3 separate regions of the Mus musculus genome follow, and regions 1 and 3 are each linked to region 2. The links are chromatin contacts, called in public Hi-C and promoter capture Hi-C maps. All regions are on one chromosome and are shown on one strand. The core of a region is the stretch at or near the end of the contact, and the rest is flanking DNA. Distances in the headings are between cores, read along the strand shown.

The links. Promoter capture Hi-C pulls out the DNA fragments that hold promoters and counts their contacts. Hi-C and Micro-C count contacts between places; a contact is called where the count stands out from the background.
Region 1: a Hi-C map of CD8 T cells shows a contact between it and region 2, with 7 times the contacts expected there. The contact joins the promoter of Ccp110 here to the promoter of Rpl27a in region 2. A contact is called at or near these places in 3 of 484 Hi-C or Micro-C datasets (CD4 T cells, CD8 T cells and regulatory T cells).
Region 3: a promoter capture Hi-C map of liver shows a contact between it and region 2, with 10 times the contacts expected there. The contact joins the promoter of Nup98 here to the promoter of Rpl27a in region 2.

What each region holds. Positions count from the first base shown.
Region 1 is chr7:118,711,038-118,714,767 of GRCm38.p6, forward strand. Ccp110 (centriolar coiled coil protein 110) reads left to right here and starts at 1,506. Exons shown (of 15, transcript NM_001360794.1): 1 at 1,506-1,711; 2 at 3,069-3,211.
Region 2 is chr7:109,517,574-109,521,090 of GRCm38.p6, forward strand. It overlaps Rpl27a (ribosomal protein L27A), which reads left to right and starts at 1,622. Exons shown (of 5, transcript NM_011975.3): 1 at 1,622-1,649; 2 at 2,012-2,075; 3 at 2,345-2,420; 4 at 2,895-3,069. The coding sequence starts at 1,647. Snora3 (small nucleolar RNA, H/ACA box 3) reads left to right here and starts at 2,559; the gene lies at 2,559-2,678.
Region 3 is chr7:102,207,718-102,211,800 of GRCm38.p6, forward strand. Nup98 (nucleoporin 98) reads right to left here and starts at 2,449. Exons shown (of 33, transcript NM_001287164.1): 1 at 2,301-2,449. It also overlaps a transcript of Pgap2 not described here.

The DNA.
Region 1 (3,730 bases), core at 256-2,755, 9.2 Mb after region 2:
GGACTGACAGAGGCAAAAGACATGGAAGTAGAGCAGAGAACTATAATAGCAGAGAACTTGGCTTGAGTTAGATGTGCTAACCGAGAGACTGCCCCAGCAAACAAGCCAACATCCTTATACTATACACAGGTCTCCAAGTCTTTATTATTAAGTTATAAGTGGAACCCCCACCCCAAAGCCCCACATTACATTGTCCTCAAGATTAACAGAACATGTCTGGACCTTGGACTCCATTTCAGGGCTCACTCACTGCTATGGGGCACTCTTGTCTCTGTCAGCTTTGTCCCTCACACCATGGTCCCCTCATGCCACCCTTCTTGAGGCACTGCCTCTGTTAAAGCCTTTGCCTGAGAGCCCATTCTCTGCGTCCCAGTGTTTCACTGGGATAGTGCTAGTGGGACAGATCTCACCTCTTGATACCCATCATCCCATGATTCCTCTGCCTCCAGCTCTTAGCCTACCTTTTTATTTTTATTTTTTGGCATGAGTGTATATATATATATATATATATATATATATATATATATATATATATACACACATGTACATATGTATAGGGAGACCAGAGATATCCATCTCTGTTGGGTATCTTTTTCAGTCAATTTCCACCCTAATTTTTGAGGATCTCATTGAAACTGGCTAGAATGGCCGGCCTGAGATCGCCAGGGAGTTCCTATTTCTATATCCCCAGGACTGGCAATTATAATTTTTAGCCAGGACTCAGAGCCTTTTTAGGGGAGTGTTCAGGCTCTGAACTCAGGTCCTCATGCTTGAGTGGCAAATGCTTTAGTGACTGAGCATCTCTCTAGATGACCCTTTCCTCCTATTAGAGATTTTTGTACCAGGTGCAGTATAAGAGTTTTCTCTGTTATGCCTCACAACCACTCTTGGTAGGCTCTTTAAAATTCCCACTATACATAAACAAAAATAAGCACCAGGAGGACGGCAAAGCCCAGTTATAGAATGGAAATGGTGTCATTAAATCAAAAAAGCTCTTAGTGAGTAATTTAGGTAAGAACTGATAAAAAATATTGGTGGATTTTTTTTTTTTGCCAACTTGAAGTTATCTTTTCCTCTGTATATTCCCCGCAACTGATCTGCAAAGAAGTGCAAATATATTAAAGCCTTGAGTTGGTGTCTGCGATTCAGCCACATTTTTCATTTATAGGGAAAACATGGGTGAATGTTGTACATTTTCCATCGACCAAACAGGAGACTATCTCTATACAGACAGACAGACGGACGGACGGACGGACAGACAGACAAACAAAAATACCCGACAACTTCCCAGGAACACTTTTGGGGTTTAAGGCCCTGAGGAGACTTTCTATGGTAATTTATAGTCAAAGCCCTTAGTTTGCAGTGAAGACTACTCTTCCCAGCGTGCATCTCGATTGCGTAAAGCTCATGTAAGCGCTTGCTGATGACCGCAGTGCACTTTGGGAATTGTAGTCTATGGAGGCCCAACCGCTTCAACTGCCCGCCAAACAGCCACCGGAAGTACCGGCCCTGAGGGGTGGAGTTGAGCTGGTGGCGGCGGCAGCGGTTGCCAGGATCCCGCGTTGCCGCCTGAGGGACCCGTAATATGGCGGGGAGGAGGAGGAGGAGAAGGCGGAGGACCTAGATGCGCTCTGTCTAAACCGACTGAGGCCTTTGCTTACAGAGGAGGCTGGTCCACGGGCAGAGAAGCTGACCGGGCAGTAGGTGTCAGGTGTGTGCAAGAGGACTGGGTTCGTTTTCCTACGGGTCTAGGCTGAGGTGAGACCCGGCATTGGTGTCCCGAGGGACAGAAGGCCGGCGTTCCGGACCCGGTTTGGCTTCCCTCGGTCACGAGCCCTTGAAGGCATCGGGAATGGGGAGGCGGGAGTTGAGGACCGGGGTCAGGGGGACTTGGAGGGGATGCTTGGATGCTGGCTCCGCCCAGTGAAGCATCCTGCGCTGAAGAGTAGGCACTTCATGGTGACTTCAGTTTGGTGTCGGAGGTAGTGTAGGAGGAGATGGAGGCGTCCCCCGGGGTGTGCACTGGCCATTTCTAAATACTGGTTACCGCAACCAAAGGCCCATAGGAGCGCTGTTTACACCAGCTTTGCCACTCTGGGGCATCTGCAGGATAATGTAGCTGGTTCTCTCAGACACCCATGATGCTGTTAAGTGGTTCCTACCTTAAGAGATGGATTTGGATGAGAAAGCCCTTTCTCATGTTTTCAAGTCACATTTGAGTCTCAGGAAGAACCAAAAATTGTCTCTTCTCCAAGAGTTCACACGGAGGTGATAAAAACACCATTATATCCTCCGTTTGGAAGCAGCTTCCACTTACTGATGCTTCTATTTGTCCTACATACAGTCCTGCGATTGCTGTCTGTGCCTTAGCTCATTGTTTTCTCATAAAATCGCCTTGAGACAGAGCCCCACTTTATAGATGGTGGGGTCCAGGGATATTAGCCTACCATGAATGTACGAACAGCTAGTATGTCCTTAAACAGCATATCTTTCTCCCTTTACAGACTCTGTAGGAAGTTTATGTGTTTGTGGAAAAACTTAGTGGTAAGCAGCCAGCCTTGGAAGCTGTGTTACCTTCGCCTTTCCTTTCAGTGACATTTCTGAGTACAGGTTATGAATAAGTAGATAGGAGCCATGAGGCTATAGGGTTTGCCAAGAGACTTCCTGGACAAAGGTCACTTGTAATTAGGTAGAAATGGAGTAGAAAAGGCATGCCTGGACCTGCTGAGGCTGGTGTGAATGTAAGTGGACCATGGACCAGTAATGCCTGATGCTAAAGTATGGGGTGGTAGGTTTGAGGTTGGGATCACCTTGTCATCAAGACTCCCTTAAAATAAACCTTGCTTGCAAGTGGTAACTGGTGTGAGAAATGTAGTGCCCTCTTGCACAATTGTAGAATCCCGGACTCTCTTTTTAATGACTACTTTTGCAATTGAGAGGTACCTAGTTCTCTGGGAATAGGGTTGTTCTCCAAGTTGCCATTCTCAGAATTCTCTTCATTCTGCTAGTCTTGCTTTACATTGCTTGATCTATTTGCCCTAATTAATTTATTCAATAATTGTCTGAAGTGCCTACCACGTGCTGACACCATTGTGTGTCATGGCGAACCAGTGAGCAAGACTGAGAAGGTACCTGTTCTTATGGAGTTTACGTTTTGGTGGAAGAAGATACACAAAACCCCAGGAAATAAACGAGATCATTTCAGATAGTGGTAAGTACTCTGGAAGCTGGGAAACATCAAGGTGATGTGCTAGTGATTGAGGTAGGGGAATTAGGATGGGCTGAAACTGAAGGTTAGGAAGGTCCAGTCATGCGCTGGATCTTCTGGAGCGTTCTCCAGTCTCACATGAGCACTGGAGCTTGAATGTCCAATTCATTGTCCCGCTGTACGTTACTCTGTTACTGTAGCTTTGCAGTGTGTGGGGGACCACTCAAGGGAAGTGGATAGCTCTCTGCAACAATGGGACATCTCTCTATGATGCTGTTAGAAGAAAAGGAGAACTAATGATGGCAGTTTATATCCTTAACCTTACCAGACTATTGAGTTTCTTTCTTTCTGTGCATAAGCTCAGAAATTATATAACATCATTTTTACTCTCTTTAATAGTAAATACAAAGGGTGTATTTTTAAAAAGTAATTTAGCAGAAATGGATTTATTGGGACTTTTCTTATTTCTTATCTACTAGGAATTTTGGTTAAGATACTGTTAGGTGAGTTGTTAGAGTTGTG
Region 2 (3,517 bases), core at 372-2,871:
TCTCATGAAAAAATGAAGCTAGATTTTGTAAAGTTCAAGGCGCTCTGAGGATGTTGGGGGTCTTACCATTGTGGCCTGGAGTGCTATTGGAAGTAGTAGAATACTAAGGTAGTTCCTCTATTCTTTAGAGTTCAGAAAGAGTTGGTCATGAGGGTACATGCTTAAAATCTCAGAACATGGGAAGCTAAGACTGGAGGATCAAAAGGTTAAGGTTAGGGAAATCAAGAGTGGTACTGGGATACTAGCAGTGAAGGCATGGGTAGTTCTAATATTTGTCCTTATAACAGAAAATGGTAGTCCTCAGCCCTCAAAGAAAGCTCTCTTTGCAACAGGCAGAAAGAAACTGATATAGAAAGCTATAACCAATCAAAATGCAGAGGTGTGAAGTCCAGTCCCACTGGATAAATCTGTAAAACAACCCCTCCACCTAAGGCGAGGGAAAGACTGTAAGAGCCAGAGATCAGAGGCTTTACTGTGAAATTGTGTGTCCTAGGAGTGTAAGAAGCCACACCCATAGTATCACCAACAGGACTGCCTGAATAGGAGCTGAACAAGGACAGCCATAGATATGCTATTACAGCCCACACGAGAAAGTTCGAGACCATCATGCCTAGCCAATCGATTAGGAGTGTAACTCCAGCAGTCAGGAGGTACAAGGCCAGCCTTGGCTTCAGAGTAAGACCCTGTCTCAAAACAAATACAAGATCTTGAGGAAATGGTGTGGCTAAAGTCAAACTGCCCAGATTGTAATGGACTAAACACCGAGCAAGAAGCTAGCAGACAGACAGGATTTGCCCACTCTGCTTTCTGAGAGTTTTGACTAGAATATTCTTTAGTTTAACGGATCAAGTAAGAAACAATAAAACAGATTAAGGGGTTAGAATCTTGTGCACAAGTGTACCACTTTTGTTAGCAAGCAGGCTACACGCCAGGAACTCATGGATTTAAAAGGAAAACAAGCAAAATTGCCCAGTCCTGAACCCTTAGAGAATCTGGGCTCTATCGGGAAGAAAAATGTAACTTGGCAATTAGAAGTTACAAGTGTGATAGTTCGAGTAAACAAGTAACAAAACAGGTCCAAGAAGGTCGACACGGAAAATACTTGTATGAGGAGCACGCTGGGCTGGGAACCTCGGGTCCAGGGGAGTAAAAGCATACCAGCCAGAGTCTGGAGAAAATTCAAATGTGATGTTTATACAAAATAGTTACAGAATCTAGATCCCTGAAGCACAGAAGGCTGTTCAAATTTGGCAGGACATGAAGAGAGGACCAGAGCAAAAGAGAAGGGCAGTGTCCCTTTAAGGGACGTCAGAGGCCCTGCGGAAGTCTTGCCGATGCTCTGAGCCACCGCCATTGCTGCCCGGAGACAAAAACCAACCGCACCAGAAAAGAACAGTGCACTCCGACGATGACCGGCCGCAGCGGCGCTCGACTAGGGAGGAGCTACCGGGGCTTCCGGGGGCGGGCGCCACCGGTTCACCCCGCCCATCCACACGGAAAGGAAGAGGCGGGCGCCGGGAGCCGTGACGTCAGGAGCCCTTCCCGAAGCCGGCCTCCTGGCCGGAAATGAAGCATTGGTCCCGCCCCCGCGCCTGCTACCTCGCGAGACTTCGTGAGCTCCTCCCTTTTCCCTTTCTGCCACCGCCATGGTAGGTCTTCTCTTGGCCTCCGCTCCATCGCGGAGGGTCGGGGCTCTGCTTCCCAGCCTTTCAGCTGCTTGCTATGGTCCTAGTGGGTCTCCATGGCTGGGCGTAGCCTGCGGGGCGGGATGACCCACTCGGGTGTGGGGCGAGGAACGTGGGGCCGCGTGTTCCGACCAGAGCTGGGATCGCGTGGACGTGCGGGCCCGGGCGGCTGAGCACGCTCTGAGTCCCGGCCTCGGCTTAGCCGGTGCTCCAGAAGGCAAGTCCTCGTGTGCAGGCCTGATCCGGGCAGGCAGGCATTGCTGCCCTCTCCCCGGTCTCCCCATCCTCTAAGCAGGCCTAACCACTTTGCTGTTTTTCCCACGCAGCCATCCAGACTGAGGAAGACCCGGAAACTCCGGGGCCACGTGAGCCACGGCCACGGCCGCATCGGTAAGTGTGCGCCTCCTCGGCGTTTGGCCTTTGGAGTTTTGTTGGAAAGTAGACATCCGTGGGTGGAAGGAAACACTTGCAGTTCCCCTACTTTATGTTGGTAGCGGGGTGAGAGTTAAACACATGCCGCTGGGATGTGAAATGCCGTAAATGTTCCTTCTATCCCCGAGTCTTGATAAATCGGGCTTAGAAACGGATGGTAAACTGAGAGCAGGAATAAGGGCATGTGAGCAGCTATAAGTCACACAAGTTGCTTTGTGTGCCGACAGGTAAGCACCGCAAGCACCCAGGCGGCCGCGGGAATGCTGGAGGCATGCACCACCACAGGATCAACTTTGACAAATAGTGAGTGTTTTGGAAGTGGGGGCTGAAGGGGTGAGTTAGGACGGTGTCTCCCTGGAAACGGGCTTCTTACCATTTGGTATGGCTAGCTTTAGCAAGTAAACGCTGCACTTGAACTGAGGGGACCTGTCCGAGGCTAGAGTCACGCTCAGGTATTGCTTGTTGCCTTAGTGTGCTTAAGTCCTCGAAGAATAACTGCTGACCTTATTCACTGGCTGTGTGGACTTTCTGGCACAGTCAGTCACCAGGTTAGTGACATATGTCAAGTTAACCCATTCAAAGTTACGTTGCACCCTATTTAGGGAATCCTTTAAGGAGTGGGGGTGCTACTGAGTGACCTGACTTTTAGTTCAAAAATTGTATCTGGTGCCTGCTGTGTCAATGTTTACAGTAGTGAACACTTACACTCACTAGGAGACAACTACAAAGATAAGTTTTCTCAGTGAGGCTCTGAAGATGGTTGCCTTCCCTCCCCAGTCACCCAGGTTACTTTGGGAAAGTTGGTATGCGGCATTACCACTTGAAGAGGAACCAGAGCTTCTGCCCAACAGTCAACCTGGATAAACTGTGGACATTGGTCAGCGAGCAGACACGGGTCAATGCGGCAAAAAACAAGACTGGAGTTGCTCCCATCATTGATGTTGTTCGATCAGTGAGTGAACTGACTTGCCATTCGTTTTAAAAGATTTTATGTATATGAGAACACTCTTCAGAGAAAAACAACAGAAAAGGGCATCGGATCCCATTATGTATGGATGGTTGTGAGCTACCATGTGGTTGCTGGGAATTGAACACAGGCTCTCTGGAAGTCCAGTCAGTACTTAGAGCTGAGCCATCTCTCCAGCAGCCTGCCTTGTCACTCTTAATGGGACCTTTAATACACGGTCTTATTTGAAAGCCAAACCTATATATACATTTGGCCATTACCTATTAGAAAATTTTAGTAGAATTGTTGCAGGTGATTGAATTGGTCACATGCTAATAACTCTTCCTCTGCTTGGTTCCCACTTGTTTCCATTTCTAACAGGTTTGCTTTTTGAGGTATATAGTTGGTCCAGAATGGTCTTAAGGCACATCCTGGCTTTTTTTTTTTTTTTTGC
Region 3 (4,083 bases), core at 1,199-3,698, 7.3 Mb before region 2:
TGTATATGGGGGAGGGATGGGGTTTCCATGAGTAACAGCCCTGGCTCTCCTGATGATGGATTTGTAGACAAGGATGGCCTCAAATTCATAGAGATTGCCCTGTCTCTACCTCCTGAGTGCTGGGATTAAAGGCATAGAATTTCAGAATTTTACAAAGCCTCTTACTAGAAATTAATCAGTATTACAATATTGATGTCCTAGACTATCACCACACAAATAATACTGTTTTCCCAAATGTGAATTTGGTGCCCTGCCAGTGTAATTAGATACCTAGGAGCTAATGGCTACCAACAAAAGCACAGAGTATTTCATAAGTACACAAACATCTAGTCTCTTTTCCAGAGTATTTCTCAGTTTAACTTTTCTGTATTTGCTCATTCACAAATACAACTAAGGAACATCTATGAGCCACATTACCTAAATATTAAGAAATATATGTATCTATGTTTTGGTGTGTGTGTGTTTTGAGAAAGGGTCTCATTATGCAGTTCTGACTGGCCTGAAACTTGCTATACGGACCAAGCTGACCTCAAACTCCCAGAGATCCATCTGCCTGTATTTCTGGAGTACTGGGATTAAAGGCATTCCCATCACAGCCAGCAAGATTAAAAACAAAACAAAACAAGACAAAACAAAACATAATCTAGTAAAATGTCAAATAGCTAAAATGTAAAATGTCTGCTACAAGCAGAAGATCAGGTTAAGTGCTATGGAAACTTACAAGGAAGAGTGAGTCAGGTGGTGATGCTCAAACTGAGAAAATGATACAGAAAACACCAAGTTACAACTTTTAAGACTTCAGTTCTCTTCTGTGCTTTTGCATTATTTGTTTTTAGGTCTTATGGTTTATATAAACATCAAAACTACAAGCTGATTGATATATTCAGATCAAAATGACAATTCCATCAAATCTTAAGTAGCAGATTTAATTTTATCAATGTATTTCCCAGTACCTCTAACACGTTAAGCCTCATTTTTTTCATTTTACTGAAATGAATTCAATTATTTCTTTTATCACGTGCATAAGTGTTTTGCCTGTGTATGCTCTAGTTCTCTGGCCTCAATTTCCATAACTGGTGACATTACAGGCCTGCACCACATCTATCTTGGTTTTATTCCCCACCCCACTTGGCTTTTTGAGTCAGGGTCTCTGCAGCCCTAGATGTCCTGAAACTCAGTATGAAGAGTAGGCTAGCTTTGTAGTCACAGAGTGCCTCCTGCCTTTGCCTCTCAAGTGCTGGGATAAAAGGTGTGCACTGCCAAGGTTAAAGCCAATTTCATCATTTTTAAAGTTTTGTTCTCAAAAGTCTATGTTAAGTCTGGATGTGATGGCAAACACCTTTAATCTCATTACCTCAGCGTTAGAGGCAGGTGGTCTCTTTGAGTCTGTGGCAAGCCTGGTCTACATAGCGAATTCCAGGCCAACCAAGGGTTGTCTCCGAAGTTAAAAAAAAAAAAAAAAAAAAAAAAAAGCAAAAAAAGTCCCCATCAGGGTACTACTAATCAAGTTATCTTACTATATATAAACGAACATGAAAACAGCTAAACTAGAAGTGTTTTTGAAAATTATGTCAAATGCTGGGTCCTTACCCCTACCAAATAGAGAATTGCCAATATTGGGAGACTGGAACATAGAGGAAGGGTGGAAGAGTATACAAATTCTACTAGACTTGAATCAAGACACCTGGATTCTCTTCCTCTACCTACCTCCCACTAATAAAGCCTCTGTACTTGAGGCAGAGTGGGGGCGATTGACAATTTAAACGCTTATGGCTCCAGTTACTCAGAAATTCAATCTTTCTCACCTAGGTTTACACGGAACAGAAAGAACCCTTCATTTTATTTATCAGACAATTGTCAGTGTCTTAAAAAGCTAAACACAGTTCTGACTCACTCAACCCTCTGGTTGAACCCTAGACAAAACGTGTCCTGTAGAGTGGTCAAGGAAGTGACGGGGAGACCTCACTGAAGTCCCCCCAAGGCACCACCCTGCAAGGGTCTGCCTACCGCGGGCTGCTCACCTCCACCCAGCGAATGAATGAGTAGCACCGGAGAAAGCGAGGTTCACTCAATGTGGGCTGCGACCCGAGACCCCTCCGGCCTACGCCCCACACAGTTGGATCCCCTCCCAGGGCCTCCCGAGCCAGGCCGCAGGCCCCGGGCCCCGCCCCCTCACGCAGGCCCGAAGGAGCGCGCCCGGCACGAGACTCGGCGGCGGAGAGGGCCCCGGGCGTCCAGCGCAGATGCCGGTACAGAGAGGAAGATCTACCCGCCCAGCCCCGGCAGCGCTCCCGACTTACAGCGGTGCGTCTGGAGTGAGAGCCCAGGTCCGCCCGTCACCCGCCGCTCACCGCGCGGCCTCCAGAAAAACCGTCGTCGCCGCCGCCGCTGCCACCGACCGCCGCTTCGGGCGCAGCGCGCAGAGGCCTGACTGCGTCACACGCCGTCCACCGTCAGAGATCGGCTCCGGCCGCTCCGCCCTTGGCGGCCGGGCATTGGCGGGCCGGTCCGCCACTCGAGGCCCACACCGTTATTCATTGGGTGACGATCCTTTTGAAACCGAACGTGGAGGCGGTCTCTGATTAGGAACGGAGGGGAAGAGGAGGAGCGTAAGGAATTGCCGGGAAAGGGGGGGGGGGGGGGGAAAGGAGGGACGATGGGGAGGGATGTAGAGTCCCACTCCCTCTGCCGCAACGGTTGGCTGAGAGAGGCTCATGACGTCACACAGGCCCCTCGAAGAGGGCTGGTGCGTGGCTAGAGGAGTGAGCACCAAACCGCAGTGACGCTGTGTCCAGGCCCCGCCCCCTTCCTTGGAGCGCGGAGACTCGCTACGGAAGCTCCGGCCAATCAGAAGGAAGTCCCAAGGATGACCTGGTAATTGTTCTATCCTTCTCTAGCTCCTGTCTGCGGGCAATGATGGGAAGGCTCCTTGGCCACCTAGCTTGCACTTGGAGAGCCGGAGGACCCTTCCTGGAAACCCATCAATCCACAGATTGTCTGCAGACACTCCACTCCCCACTGTTCTTTCCAGCGCAAGCCAGCCCTCGCCGTACACTTTCCCCCTCTGAATCTCTAGAATAGACCTGAGCAATGGATTTGCCTTAACAGAGCTTGAGCCCAATGAGGAGATTCTTGGCCCTTCAGCCTCAGCTGCACTTTCAGAATCTATACTTGTTCTGGGTTTCTTGCGGCCTTCTCCAGGACACATTTGGTAACCTTTACAAGTCCCGGTGAAGTTCAGGCAGTCTGCTTGTAAAGACCTTGTTACTTTGTATCTTATTTATTTTCCGTTCTATGCCTCCTCCCTCCCCTGATCTGGGCCAAAGCTTCATTTTCATCCTTTTGGTGTCTTTTCTCCTAGGATCTAGCAGAGAGCAGAAGAGTGGGCATGTTCTAGAAACCAGACCTCTCTAAATTATTGAGGTCTCACAGATAACAGGAGCTGTGTTAAAAAAAAAAAAAAAAAAAAAAAAAAGAGGTACATACTACCTCTCCACCACGTCCTGGGAAATCAATATAGAACTGAAACGAGATTTGCTAAGAATTTTAAATGATTCCCTCAAACAAAAACATCTTAAAGGAGCTGGAGAGATAGATGGGCTCAGCGATTAAGAGCACTGGCTGCTCTTCCAGAGGTCCTGAATTCAATTCCCAGCAACCCCATGGTGGCTCACAACCAACTGTAATGGGATCTGGTGCCCTCTCCTGGTATACATAAAATAAATAAATCTCTTTTTTTTTTTTAAAGACAGTAAATGGAAGAAACATAATATATTGTCGATGTTCAGTATATACTTGAAAGAATAATGTATAAATCGCCTAACAGGAAAAGCTAGTTTGAACATCCATCTGTAACCACCATCCCTAAACCACTCTGTCCAAACACCCTGCTTTTCCATCACTCCTCCTTGCCTTTACTCTAAATCAGAAAGTCATTAGGTGGGGTATAATAGCCAAGATCTGTAATTTCAATTCTTAGGTAGCTGAGGTAGAATATGAAGCTGAAAGCCAGCCTGAAATACATGAAACTGTCTTAAAAACAAAATAAACAACAGTACTCAGGGTTTTATTTTTGAATCTTTA